2 separate regions of the Sus scrofa genome follow, and region 1 is linked to region 2. Evidence: chromatin contacts called from public HiChIP or PLAC-seq data. All regions are on one chromosome and are shown on one strand. The core of a region is the stretch at or near the end of the contact, and the rest is flanking DNA. Distances in the headings are between cores, read along the strand shown.

What was found. HiChIP or PLAC-seq counts read pairs in DNA pulled down with a chosen protein or histone mark.
Region 1: an H3K27ac HiChIP or PLAC-seq map of skeletal muscle shows a contact between it and region 2, with 3 times the contacts expected there. The contact joins the promoter of PLCXD2 here to the promoter of TAGLN3 in region 2. A contact is called at or near these places in 1 of 5 promoter capture datasets (liver), 1 of 47 Hi-C or Micro-C datasets (heart right ventricle) and 1 of 2 datasets of contacts at active chromatin or transcription factors (skeletal muscle).

What each region holds. Positions count from the first base shown.
Region 1 is chr13:148,083,970-148,089,563 of Sscrofa11.1, reverse strand. PLCXD2 (PI-PLC X domain-containing protein 2) reads left to right here and starts at 1,798. Exons shown (of 4, transcript XM_003358819.4): 1 at 1,798-2,550. The coding sequence starts at 2,388.
Region 2 is chr13:147,750,826-147,757,040 of Sscrofa11.1, reverse strand. TAGLN3 (transgelin-3) reads left to right here and starts at 2,196. Exons shown (of 4, transcript XM_021070390.1): 1 at 2,196-2,956; 2 at 4,121-4,295. The coding sequence starts at 2,777.

The sequences.
Region 1 (5,594 bases), core at 549-3,048, 330 kb before region 2:
CAAGACTGTGTTTTCACCTGCAAAATTTCTTCCAGGACCGACTCAAGGTATAGAGAGAGTGTTGCCTTCTTTTGAATGGTTTTCTTAGACAAACCGAAAGCTGTCAGAGGTACAAAACATCTCATTCTGAAGTGGTTCTACTCTTGTTTTCAAGTTCTCACGCAATGATGTCACGAAGTCTAAGGTTTAATGCTTTCTTATTATGCTCCTTCTTTCCATTAAGAGCTGAAAAATAAGGGGAAAAGTCATTGAAATTAGCATTCCACAGTAAAGCTTAAAGAACACATTTTGTTTGCCTTAGGCGGCTTTCATAAAATTTGTGTTTGGTAATTAAAAAAAAAAATTAAGTTAAAGGGAAGCCCAGAAAGATGACATTTCAAAAGTAAATCTTGGGATATTCCTTCATAGTGTGATTTGCGGGTAGAACTGGGGATGAATTTCATTGATTTAAACAGGTAGGTGACATATTCCCACTATGTAGAGCACTACATTGAAGTGCTATTGAAGCATCAGAAGCTCTGTGATAAGTAGTATAGCCTTTCTTTCTATTAACCAAGGCATACTCCTCCAGGAAAAAAAAAAAAAGAAAAACTGGTAATATTACGTAGCTCAAAAGGCTGAAAAGCAGGTTTCAATGAATGTTAATAATAGCCCAGCAGAGGAAATTTAATAAGATGCCAAAAGGAGGCAATAGGCAGCAGGAGTTAGTCCTGGAAAAGTAACTGCATTGCTGCTGTGTAGTTTTACCTAGGACATGGGGTGGGGCCACTGGGCCATTATGTCAGCTGACCTGCAGATCAATCTATACCTATATATAGATTGCAGGTATAGATTGATCTGCAAGTCTTCTGCTGGCACAGGCTGCTGTTTCCTTTTCCCATGAGCCCATCCTGAGCCACTGAAGAGCTGCCTGGCTTGAAGTCCAGGGCCCCACCAAGGTCAGGTTCTTGATTTGCCTGTTTTCCAATTTGTTCCTGTGATTATCACCAACGTGAGACGTTCTCTTAGCATTAGCGATCCTTTGGGTTACAACATGGAAAAGGATCATTTGAAGGTGTAGGGAATGTTGTGGAAAGCAGAGAAATGGGCTGAGCTTGGGGCTCATTCCAAAAATGGAATCTCATTCCAAAATGGGATTTCAAAATAGGCCACCACATGAACTGGTCCCAGAAGGGCCTCTGGCTTTACTGTCTATGAAAAGGGGATCTGATCCGCAACCCTCCCTACTTCTGGGAATGCTGTGAAGAGCAAATGGGACAAAAAATTTGGAAGAAGATTCCAAACAGGCGATGCAAGCATAAAGTATCATTATTTCTTTCTCTGTAGAGGGGTCGTGTGGGTGAATATGAATTAGGTTATGGTGGAGACACAAACCATCCAAATAGGATACACTGCACCTTAGTTTCTTTACCTCTCATATTTCTGCCGCCTCTATGGTTTATAAGGTATGTAATACTCTCTCTGTAAGACAGAGAGAGAGTGTGTGTGTGTGTGTGTGTATTTAGGAGGAAGAAGGAAGAAAGGCTGCGTTTAACATCTGAATGCTGATTCCGTAAAGAAGGCTGTGGAAAGACCTGCCCGACCCTAGACCTGACTGGGCCCAAGCGTGTTGGTTTGCCTGCCTGCAGTTCCTATGGCAGTGGCTGGCTACGCGCAGAAGGCGGGAGTAACGCAGGGGGTAGGCCGGGCAGCGGAGGGGTGGGCGCAGCTCGAAGGGGCAGCCCGGGAGGGCGCGGGCCAATCGGAGCGCCCTCCGTCAGCGACCAATCACTGGCCGCCTCGCCCGGCAAATCTGCCCGGCAGTGCGGGGCGGGGCTGCCGGGAGTCCTGGTGCCGCCGGTTACACTTCTGAGCGCCTTCGGAAGCCACAGGGTAGGGGAACCTGTGCGGAGGAACCGGGGAGAGGTAGCAGGCAGGCCCAGCTTATGTGCCAGCCCAGTGACACACACAGAAGCATAAGTCAGGCTAAGGATGGTGCGTCCGGGCGCTCACGTGTGTATTACAGAACCACCGGCAGGACTATTTGCGATGTGGGCACCTGTCGTGTGAGTGCCTCCGGGCGTGGTTGCTCATGGGACGTTCAGTTTTTGCATGATTTATTTCGAGGGGCCTACCTTCCTCTGGCGTCAGAGGAGGAACCTAAGAAGTTTAGCGGAGCCGGGTTTCAGCAGATTAAGGGAGTAGAACAGCGGCTGGGCCAGAGAGGGTGGGGACTGCAGGTGCTGGGGGCTAGGGAACCACCTATTTGCCCCGTCTCCCCACCTGAAAGGCCTTTTGAGCAGGCTAGCGTGACAAAGGTGGCCCTAAAATGCTCGAGAGCCCGGGCAATGATGATCGCTGAGTGAGTGGCACTGGGCTGAGCCTCAGCAGTTGACTGACAGAGAGGGATGCTAGCAGTTAGGAAGGTTAGGAGGAAACTCAGGATGGGGACCATCTGCTCCCCCAACCCCAGCGGGACAAAGACATCCTTGGAGGTCTGCAATGCTGACTGGATGGCCTCACTCCCTCCTCACCTCCACAACGTACCCCTTTCCCATCTGGCAATCCCAGGTATTCTTCTATTCCTACTTGTTCCCACTGTGTTTGCTTCTGCCATTTTAGTGTTGTTAATGGGTTGGGCTGCATTTCCATTGTGCTGAGAAAGTAATTGTCAGTGACCTTAACTAAACCGCTTTTTATTTCCAACCAAAAACTTAACACTGATGCGGCTGCTGTAAAGAGATTTAAGTCCTCTGCATCATTGGACTTAAGAGGACTCAAGAGAACAGAAGCACCATTTTTTGTTTGTTTGTTTGGGTCTTTTTGTTTTGTTTTTACTTGAAAGCCTCATTCTAAGAACATTAACTTCTTAATTGTGGGACCAGGGTCTGTAAGAGGTTCGTTTACTTGAAATCACTCAAAAAGGAGATATCAAGGGTAATGAATATAAAGTCATTAACAATTTTAGATCTGGATCAAAATTAATACTGTAGGGTATTTCCTTTCTCATTTATCTGACCTTGCCTAGTGGGGAGAGAAACAAAAAATGGATTAGCATTAAGAATAGGTTCAGAACCAGGACTGAGTATAAAAACACATATTTTTGTTGCTGAAAAAGCCAGAAATAGAGAATGCAGGTGCTCATCACAGGCAGTCATTAGGTGTGATAAGGTGGTGGTGTTTGAAGCTTTGTCTCTCTATGTATATACACAGATGTCTGCCTGGCTGATCTAGAACTGAAGCCTTGAAAAGCACTTCTGCACCAGCCACTTTTCCGCTCCTGGGGGTTTTGTACCATGACATCACTCTCATTAGATTTGTTAAATGTGTCCTCTTCCTTCCTCCCAATAGCTGGTTAAAACATGGTTTCTAGGGAAGGAGGTTTGGACTACAGGGATCTTGGTCTCTTGTGCTGGGCAAAGTCCTGGATTCTGATACTTGGAAAGCACTCCTAGGAGCAGGAGATGGACCAGTGCCAGTCCTCTCTCTCACCTGGAGGCATAACAATTGACTTCACCCCTAGACTTCCAGACAAACTCCCAAGCATCCCTGGGAGCAGTCAGCTTTTTGGTGGCAGACAAGATGACCTCATGCAACCCCAGATCTTTGCTTTCTATGCATGAGAAAGAGCCAGGCTGGCTTCAGATGCAGCCTTTCCTTCCTTGCCTCTTCTTTTGGAGGTCTTCCAGGTTCATTGTCCTCATGGGCTCTTGTTGCTTTTGAGCAAGGAGAGAGTTGCTGAATATCTTTATAGTTATGATCACTTGTGTTTTATCAGCCATTGACTACAGCTCCTTGGGAAATGCCAGATGGTTGTGCTTCAGAACACGTCTTTTCCATGTTTAATTGACGCCTGTGGAGTCATCCCTGAAATGATACACAGGCCTCTTTTAACATGAGTCATTTGTCTTTAGGCTCTCTAATGGAATTGTTTTGTCAGGTGGTACAGCAAGTAGTACGTGTTTGCAAACAGAATGGCATCTTAGGCAGCGCTAAATGGCTCTATCATTCAGGGCATGTCCTGGTAGGCTGGAGCTTCCTCCTTCCTGTTGTACTTTGGACTGTTCAGACCACAGCAGCAGCCCTGTCCATGGCGTGGCTATGCACTCTGACTCCCAGACTCCAGAAAGGAGCTGGGCATTTTTTCTGCGATCTATAGGTATCACCCAGTTACTGGAATTGTCAGTTTGCAAAGAGCAGAGCCTGCCATTGTGACTGGAAATGCTATGGTTAGCTACCATGGGGGACACAGGAATTTGTTCACCCTGCTTTGTGAAGTTTAGTTTTTCCATGCAAAAAAAAAAAAAAAAAAAGATTCTTTAAAAGAAACAGAACTCATTGCTGTGAATGCCCTTTTCCCAGCAACAGAAGGGACATGAGTGTATGTATATATAAGCTCAAGACAGGAAAATCACATATTAAGTGCTAGCCATTCATGGGCCCTCTCCCCCTTCTCCCCCCTCCCCCCTGCCTCTCCACTAGTTCTCTTTTCCCTACCTCAAGCTTGGTATTCTCCAGCTAAGGACTAGCAGTAAAGTTTTGCCCAGACTTACTGAGAGATGCTGAAACACAGACGATGTTCACGAGGTGGAGGCCACCATCTTCTTCCCTTTTCCTCTCTTCCTCTTCCCCCTCATCATCACCTTCATCATAATAGCCATTATTTACTGAGTACTCCCATGTTACACCTGCTGGCATGCATTACCTCCAAGATGGGTATTAACATCCTCAATTTAGAAATAAGAAAATTATTATCCAGAAAGATTAAGTAATTGTCTCAAGATCACACAAGTTGTAAACAGCAGAACTAATATTTAAGCCCCTAGGTAGCTGGCTCCAAAAACCCATACACTGTCCCTGTGCCCCTAAGGAGGACTTTGGAAGTGCAGAGCAAGCAGCTGGGGGGCTGGGGGAGAATTCTCTAACTGCAATCCAGTTTTCCCAGACCATCTTCTGCAACAGATGAAAGGATTTTCAAAACTAGATGGTCTTTATCTGAGTGATTATGTATCACTAGCTAACTAGAACACACATAGATATGTATATATCTTATACCTCTGAATAATATAAATATATCTATTTCCCTATTTTATCTGTAAAGATATGTATCTCCCTATTCAGAATTGCAACCCAGTAAGTTATCCTTATTTGGAATTGGAACCCAGTAAGTTTTAAATTCAAATATAGTGTTTAGACCTATGCAGTGTGGGCATGTGTGCTTGTGTGTGCCGACCCAGGGCATCTGTAATATTGGATCAGCTCTGTCAGGGTGGGGGTGGGGTGGCAGTGACATGGGAAAGGGCAGGGAAAAGGCAGGGGTTCTGGCATTGATAGCAGAACTGGGATGGAGTGAACTATGTCAGATTTGACTGCATCTGCTGCATTTGCCTAAATCGTGATGGGAGAGAACAAGTGTGAATGTGCGCCTCTCAACAAAGCCTTGATGTATTATTTTCCTTCCACAACTGTTAAGAACACCTGTTAATGACCAGTGTCACCCAAACATATTGGCATAGCTTGGAGAAGAACCTCAGAACAATTCTCCCTGCCAACTGCAGAGAATGACTGGAGACCCTAGGGGTAAAAAATCTGCAAACTGCAAAAGTCACATTTTT
Region 2 (6,215 bases), core at 947-3,446:
GGCTTTCAAAACTTCTGAACATTTAACCCTGGACACTTACAAGCACACTACTTTATAATCTGCAGCCTGCCGGACATTCTGGCTTTATTTTACTTTCTGTGTGTCTCTTCCCTTTCACCCTGTGCTTTGTTGATACTAGAACGTTTTCACCTTCTTAAATAAGCTGCCTTTGCCAGCAATGTTCCCTATCCCTCCTACATCACCCCATCCACCCTGCAAACATCTCACTCCATTCACCAGGCAAACACCTACTCATCTTCCGAGACATAAAGGCATCTCATTTATAAATCCTTTCGCTAATCTCCTACCCCCTTCCTCTAGATATAATTGTACATGAGAATCTTGTGTATATTTTTAGCATGACACCTGGTTGGCATTTGTGTTTACAAGTTTAATTTTGCTATTAGACCATGCTGCAAGTCTTTTTTTTTAAATCTCAGATACACAGACCCATAAAAAAAAGGTTGTTGAAAAAAAAATTATAATATTAATAAGTACTCAGTAAGTGGAAGGTTGAGCCTCTTTCCACTGGCACCATCCAGGGGATCAAATGCTTTTTTTCTCTAAAGACTTCCTGTGGATTTCTGGACTCGACTAACCTATGCCTTGCTTGGACTCTCCCCTTTGCCATTGTATCTCTCCAGAGAATACAGTCATTCTCAAAGAACAGCACATATTTTGTTACAACAGGGAAAAAATCTTTGTGTACAAAAGACCTGCAAGACAGAGTCTGGAGAAAAAAAGAGGAAGGGGAATGTCCATCCTTTAGAATTGTTTCTGGTTTTATATAACAAACTAACATCTTACTTTGGGCAACTACAGCCTGGGAGGAAGTAACATGTTTTCTGTTTGGGCTTCTGTTTTCCTTAGTTCAGACTGGAACTGACCTTATTCCTGCCACCCAAGATGCAACTGAGTGGCTTCCAAAATTCTGCTGACAATGTCACTGCTCTAGACTCTACCCCTGAACTGCAGGTCTCTGGAGCCCATTAGGCTGCCTTTAGAGTTTCTTCAAATGATGGTTCTATGCAGCACCCATACCTGCATTCGTCAGCCCCTTCTCATGATTTTTTCTAAACCCACTGATCTCACAGCTCTGATTTTCTCACAACCTCTTGTCTGCCACAGAGTTCTCTCTCCTATGCTTTCAACTACTGACCACTAAGTCTTTTCACAGGCAAACCACCCACATCTCTCCTAAGTAATTAAATTTTCACGAGTCCAGGCTCCAGCTGGCAGGAGTGTGTTCTCAGTATGTGTATCGTTTGAGGTCATTTCCTGCATAGCTTCTAATCAATTTCCCACAGGGATGAAGATCACTATCCCATGTACTAGAATTGCTTTATGTCATGCTCTGAGTCAATTGGTCAACCTGTTCTAGAGGAAAAAGTTATATTTTCTTTCTCTTCAGCACAGGACTTGGCATGGTGAAATGTTTAAAAAAAATTTTTGCTGAATTACAGAAAACCAAAATGTGTGGTGTTTTCCCCATGAATAGTACCTAGAGCCTTAGACAAGACCATCCTTACCCAAGTGGCTTATAGTCAAGGGAGATGAACTACCAAGGCCTTCAGTGGTTAATTAAAATTTCAGGCTAACTTAGGTCTGATGATTCCTCACACCAATTACTCAGTTACCACTGACAGCCTGTCAGCTGTGCTTTCCTGGTCCTTAATGAAAGAAAATAAACAGATGAAATCTTCAAACTCTAGCAAAACCTTTCACTCTAATAGTTCTTAGCACATGGACCCCCGTTTAATTTATAAAACGTGCCTTCTTATAAGGGCTTTTCCAGACGTTCCTGTCTTTTTATAAGTGTCTGTCTTTTGAGTGAAAAATGGCATTAAAACACTATATAAGTCAAACTGAGGCACAACAGTGTCCCACCAGCATGGAAGTTTCTGGATGAAATCTGACTGGCAGCTGAACAAGTTAATGGTTACAGTTCACGGCCCCACCTCTCCCGCCCCACGGCCAGACACCTGTTCCCTCAAGGCCGGAGGAAAGTGGCTTGGCAACTCCTGACAGATGGACAGCCGACAGAGCGGACCCTCCCCCAGGCCCCATCCCCTGCGCAGCTGTGCGCTGGCCTTGTGTACAATCCGCTGTCCCCCAGAGGAGGGGAAAGAATTGTGAGGCTGAGAAAGAATCTCTCAGCGGGAGGGGAGGTGGGCGGGTGGAGAGCTTGACTGACACAACAGAGGGCTGGTTTTTCTGAGGGCTCTTAGCAACGCCCTGGTTTGACCCTCCTCAGCCCTGAGAAAATCGAATCAGTGTACCATTCTTCCAGGCGCGATGCAGCATCAGCAGCTCAACGTCAAGGGGACCTTCCTCCCTTCCTATTAATTACCTGCTCTTTCGCATCTCGGGGTTCCTACCTTTGCAAAGTGCTCCTGGGAGGAGGGAAGAAACGACCATCACCCTGCCAGCCCCCTTGCTGCCTGGGGCTTCAGGCTTTACTGTGAGTCCTTATACATCATGTCTTCTCACTGATAGGCGGGACTGAGAGGGGGCTTCCAGCCCCCTTGGACCTCCGGGGGCTTTATTCTAAGAGTCACTGGCGCATGGCTGAGCCTTTCTTTCCCGTTTGTAGGTGAAACCCCAGTGGCTTCATTGGCTCCTTGATTTAAACCACGCCCGGCTTTCTGCCCGCTTTGCTGCTGCTGGGTCAGGCGGCCCAGCCCCAGCCCAGCCCCAGCCCAGCCCGTTTGCGGGGAGCCCGGGCTGCTGCTGCTATTGTGTGGATGCCGCGCGTGTCCTCTCTTCTCTTCCAGAGATGGCTAACAGGGGCCCGAGCTACGGCTTAAGCCGAGAGGTGCAGGAGAAGATTGAGCAGAAGTATGACGCAGACCTGGAGAACAAACTGGTGGACTGGATCATCCTGCAGTGCGCGGAGGACATAGAGCACCCACCCCCCGGCAGGACCCATTTTCAGAAATGGTTAATGGACGGGACGGTAAGGCCTGCGGCGATCTTGGTTACTGGGGGCAGTGGGCAGGGAAACCCTTCAGAATCTCTCCTTTTAATGTGAGGCTGCGAGAGGAGCTGTGGCTGCCAGATTCTGAGTCTCACGGGAAGGGGACGGGAATACCTTTATCTCTCCCTGGGGTTGAAGATCTGGGCTCCCTGTACAATTCCCTTGCTGCATGAGAGGACTTCTCATCCATCCCTGACATTGCAGCTTCCTGCTGAGTTGTTGGCAAATTCGAAGCCCTTTTGCTCTTTCCATTGAGAAGAGAGATAAGTATTCCCTTGAGATCTCTCATCAGCTCCTCTGGGGCCATTCCTTCCCCAGAGAAATAGGTTGGTTCCATAGTAAAACAAAGGAAGGGATGGAGGGGGAGGACTAACCACTCACCCATCCCTCCTGGAGCCACACTCCTTGGGATGCTCAATGCCTGTCTGCTGAACGGTTAGATTCTCTTGAAACTAAAGGGAATCCTTATTTGATTCTTAACTGCTTTTCTAAGGAGATGCTCTTATGTGTTGGGGAGGGGAGAGGCGTGACTGGGGACCATAGGCTCTGCTGATTTCAACAAGCCTGTCTGTTCCTGCAGGCTGTGATTTACTGTTACATAACTGCTATTCCACACCTCTGTTGGGTTTTGCCCAGTACTCTGGTTATAGGTATCTGGGAGGAGGATACCCAGTTCATTTCCTTTATACATCATTAGCACTTATCAGATGAGTTACTGAAGCCTGATTCTGATCTGCCTTTGTGATAGAAAAAATAATATTAGAGTATGTCGTTTACCCTACCTGGGAGCCACTAACTCATCTCTCCATTGAAAGTCTGAAATCCTGGCCTCATCAATGCACATCCCCTCTCGTAAACATTCTTTCCTCACCCATAAAGAGGAGGGGAGGAGCAGGGAGGGCAGAGGATTCCCGGGCTCCCAGACTCACTGTAGGAACAGCCCTGAGAATGGAGTCCTGGAGTCTTGGGGTTCAATACAAGAGCTGGCCACCCAGCTTAGAGCCCATGGCTTCCTGGGGTGCAAGATTCGCCCATGCCCAAACCTCTGGGCTGTGCCCCATGGGGACTAGGACTCACTGTGCATTAGGGAGAGATAAATGCAAAGGGAAACGCTGATTTTTGTCTCCTCCTTTCCCTCTGCAGGTCTTGTGTAAGCTGATAAACAGTTTATACCCTCCTGGACAAGAACCCATTCCCAAGATCTCAGAGTCAAAGATGGCTTTTAAGCAGATGGAACAAATCTCCCAGTTCCTAAAAGCTGCAGAGATCTATGGTGTCAGGACCACTGACATTTTTCAGACTGTGGATCTGTGGGAAGGTAAACAGCCCTGGTGCCTTTGGGCTCATTCTCCCCTCCCCCCCACCGTTTTGTTCGCCTCTTTGTTAAAACCTGCGCACAGTGTTTTTCCTTGTGTTTCCCTGCGTGTGCGCGCCTGTGATTGTGTGTGTGAGGGAGTTATCCGCTGTCACCCAGCAGCGCTGTCAGCCTCCCCCTTTGTGATGCTCTATGAAAAGTGTTTTTCCTCTAAAGAACACACACCCCAGGACACAGCAGGGACCTAACTAACATGTAAACAGAAGCCTCCTCTGGGAGGAAGCTAAAATGGTTACATGGATGCCTCTGGTTCCTCTTACCCCTCCCACAACGTACTCTTTCCCCACAAATGATAGCTACTGGGGGAGAAGGGGGGTGGCAAGTGTGCTTCTGACTCACCCGGGCTTATAGACAAAGCTGCCTGGTGCAATTTTGTCATTCAATCTGAGAAATAAATAGCACCCTGCCCTTTTATTAAAAGATTATCTGGGAGCTTGGTGACAGTAACGTCCAGAGGTGTATTTTCTCAGAGAGGGCGTCAAATGATTTTTTTTCTTTCATTTTTGTGAATTGACCTAAGAAATCTAGGCATAAAAAGGAAATCAGGTTTCTGGACATATTTAACAATCCATGATTATTGGGGGGAAAGATGTGAATGAAGATACCACTAGAGAATTTGGGACCTCTGGTTGTAGTGCTTAATTTGCTGCCTGAGCCAGAATGTGCCCACCCATCTGTGTGACTGTTCCACACCAGGCCTGCCCGAGATACACGGTCCAAGCAGAGCTGCCAGGTTGACACTGTGTTCTCATGCTCCTTGTCACTAGCTGTCATCAGTGTCCCAATCAACAGAACACCTAAGGCAGTGACCTGCCCAGGGCAGATGGCTCTGCTGACAGTGAGAGTGGGTTAACTTTCTTGTGATCGAGAAACAATGATGTTTTAAGGGGTATTCAAAGAAAAAAAAAAAGCCTCCTTAAGCCTCACCCCCCTTCTCTGTATCATACAAAGAGCTGGCACTTCCTGTTTCCTTCACAGATGAATACTTAGAATCCTAAGCCAATCAGTTTATCAGTCATGTTTTGCCATTATTTAAAAACTCAGATATTCAGAACTTCAGGCCAGGCCACTGGACTTCACAGACAGTTGCCTCCAAAACCCCTCAGAATGTCACAGTTGAGACTTGGTCCCTGTTTTTTAGGTCAAAACTGTGATTTTTTTTTCTCCTTATAAAAATAGCTACTGCTTTTCGATATTTTTCTATGCACCAGCCATATACTAGTGTCTTTCTGCATAATGCCAATCAGTTTTCCCAACAATTCCAGAAGGTAGGTGTTACTAATTTCCCCATTTCATAGATGATGAAACTGAAGCTCGCCCATGAATACTTGTATATATCATATGCCTGCCTAGTAATTAACAGAGCTAGGACTCAAACCCAGCCGCTAGGATGCCATAGTATAGGACCTTAACTAGTCTGCCATGCTGGGCTTCAGCCAGGACGCTGTTTCCTTCACCGACACCAGGAGTGTTATGCTGTTGAATCATAACAGTGACTGATGAGATGAAAAGGAAGAGGGACATGATTCAGGGCTGTGTGGGACTGAAGGTTAGGGCCCCTGTACTAGGAGGTTTGTGTGAATGGATGGGGTCCCAGTAGGAGCCCCCAAGTACAGGAAGTGTAGAGGAGGAGGAAAAAACTGGAAAGTCTGTGGGAAGTGAGGCTTCCAAAGGTGTTTTCCTGTCCTGAGGATGCTTTTCTTGCCTTTCCCCTTTTTCTAAAGACCACACAGGTAAACTTTACACCCAAGAGGTGCTGGCAGTGTGTGGGGAGAGGGATAGGGAGCACTCTGCCTGAAAAGCAGAGTAGGTGAAGGTCTACACCACCTGCTCCCGCTCGGTGTGTTAGATACCTCTTAGGGG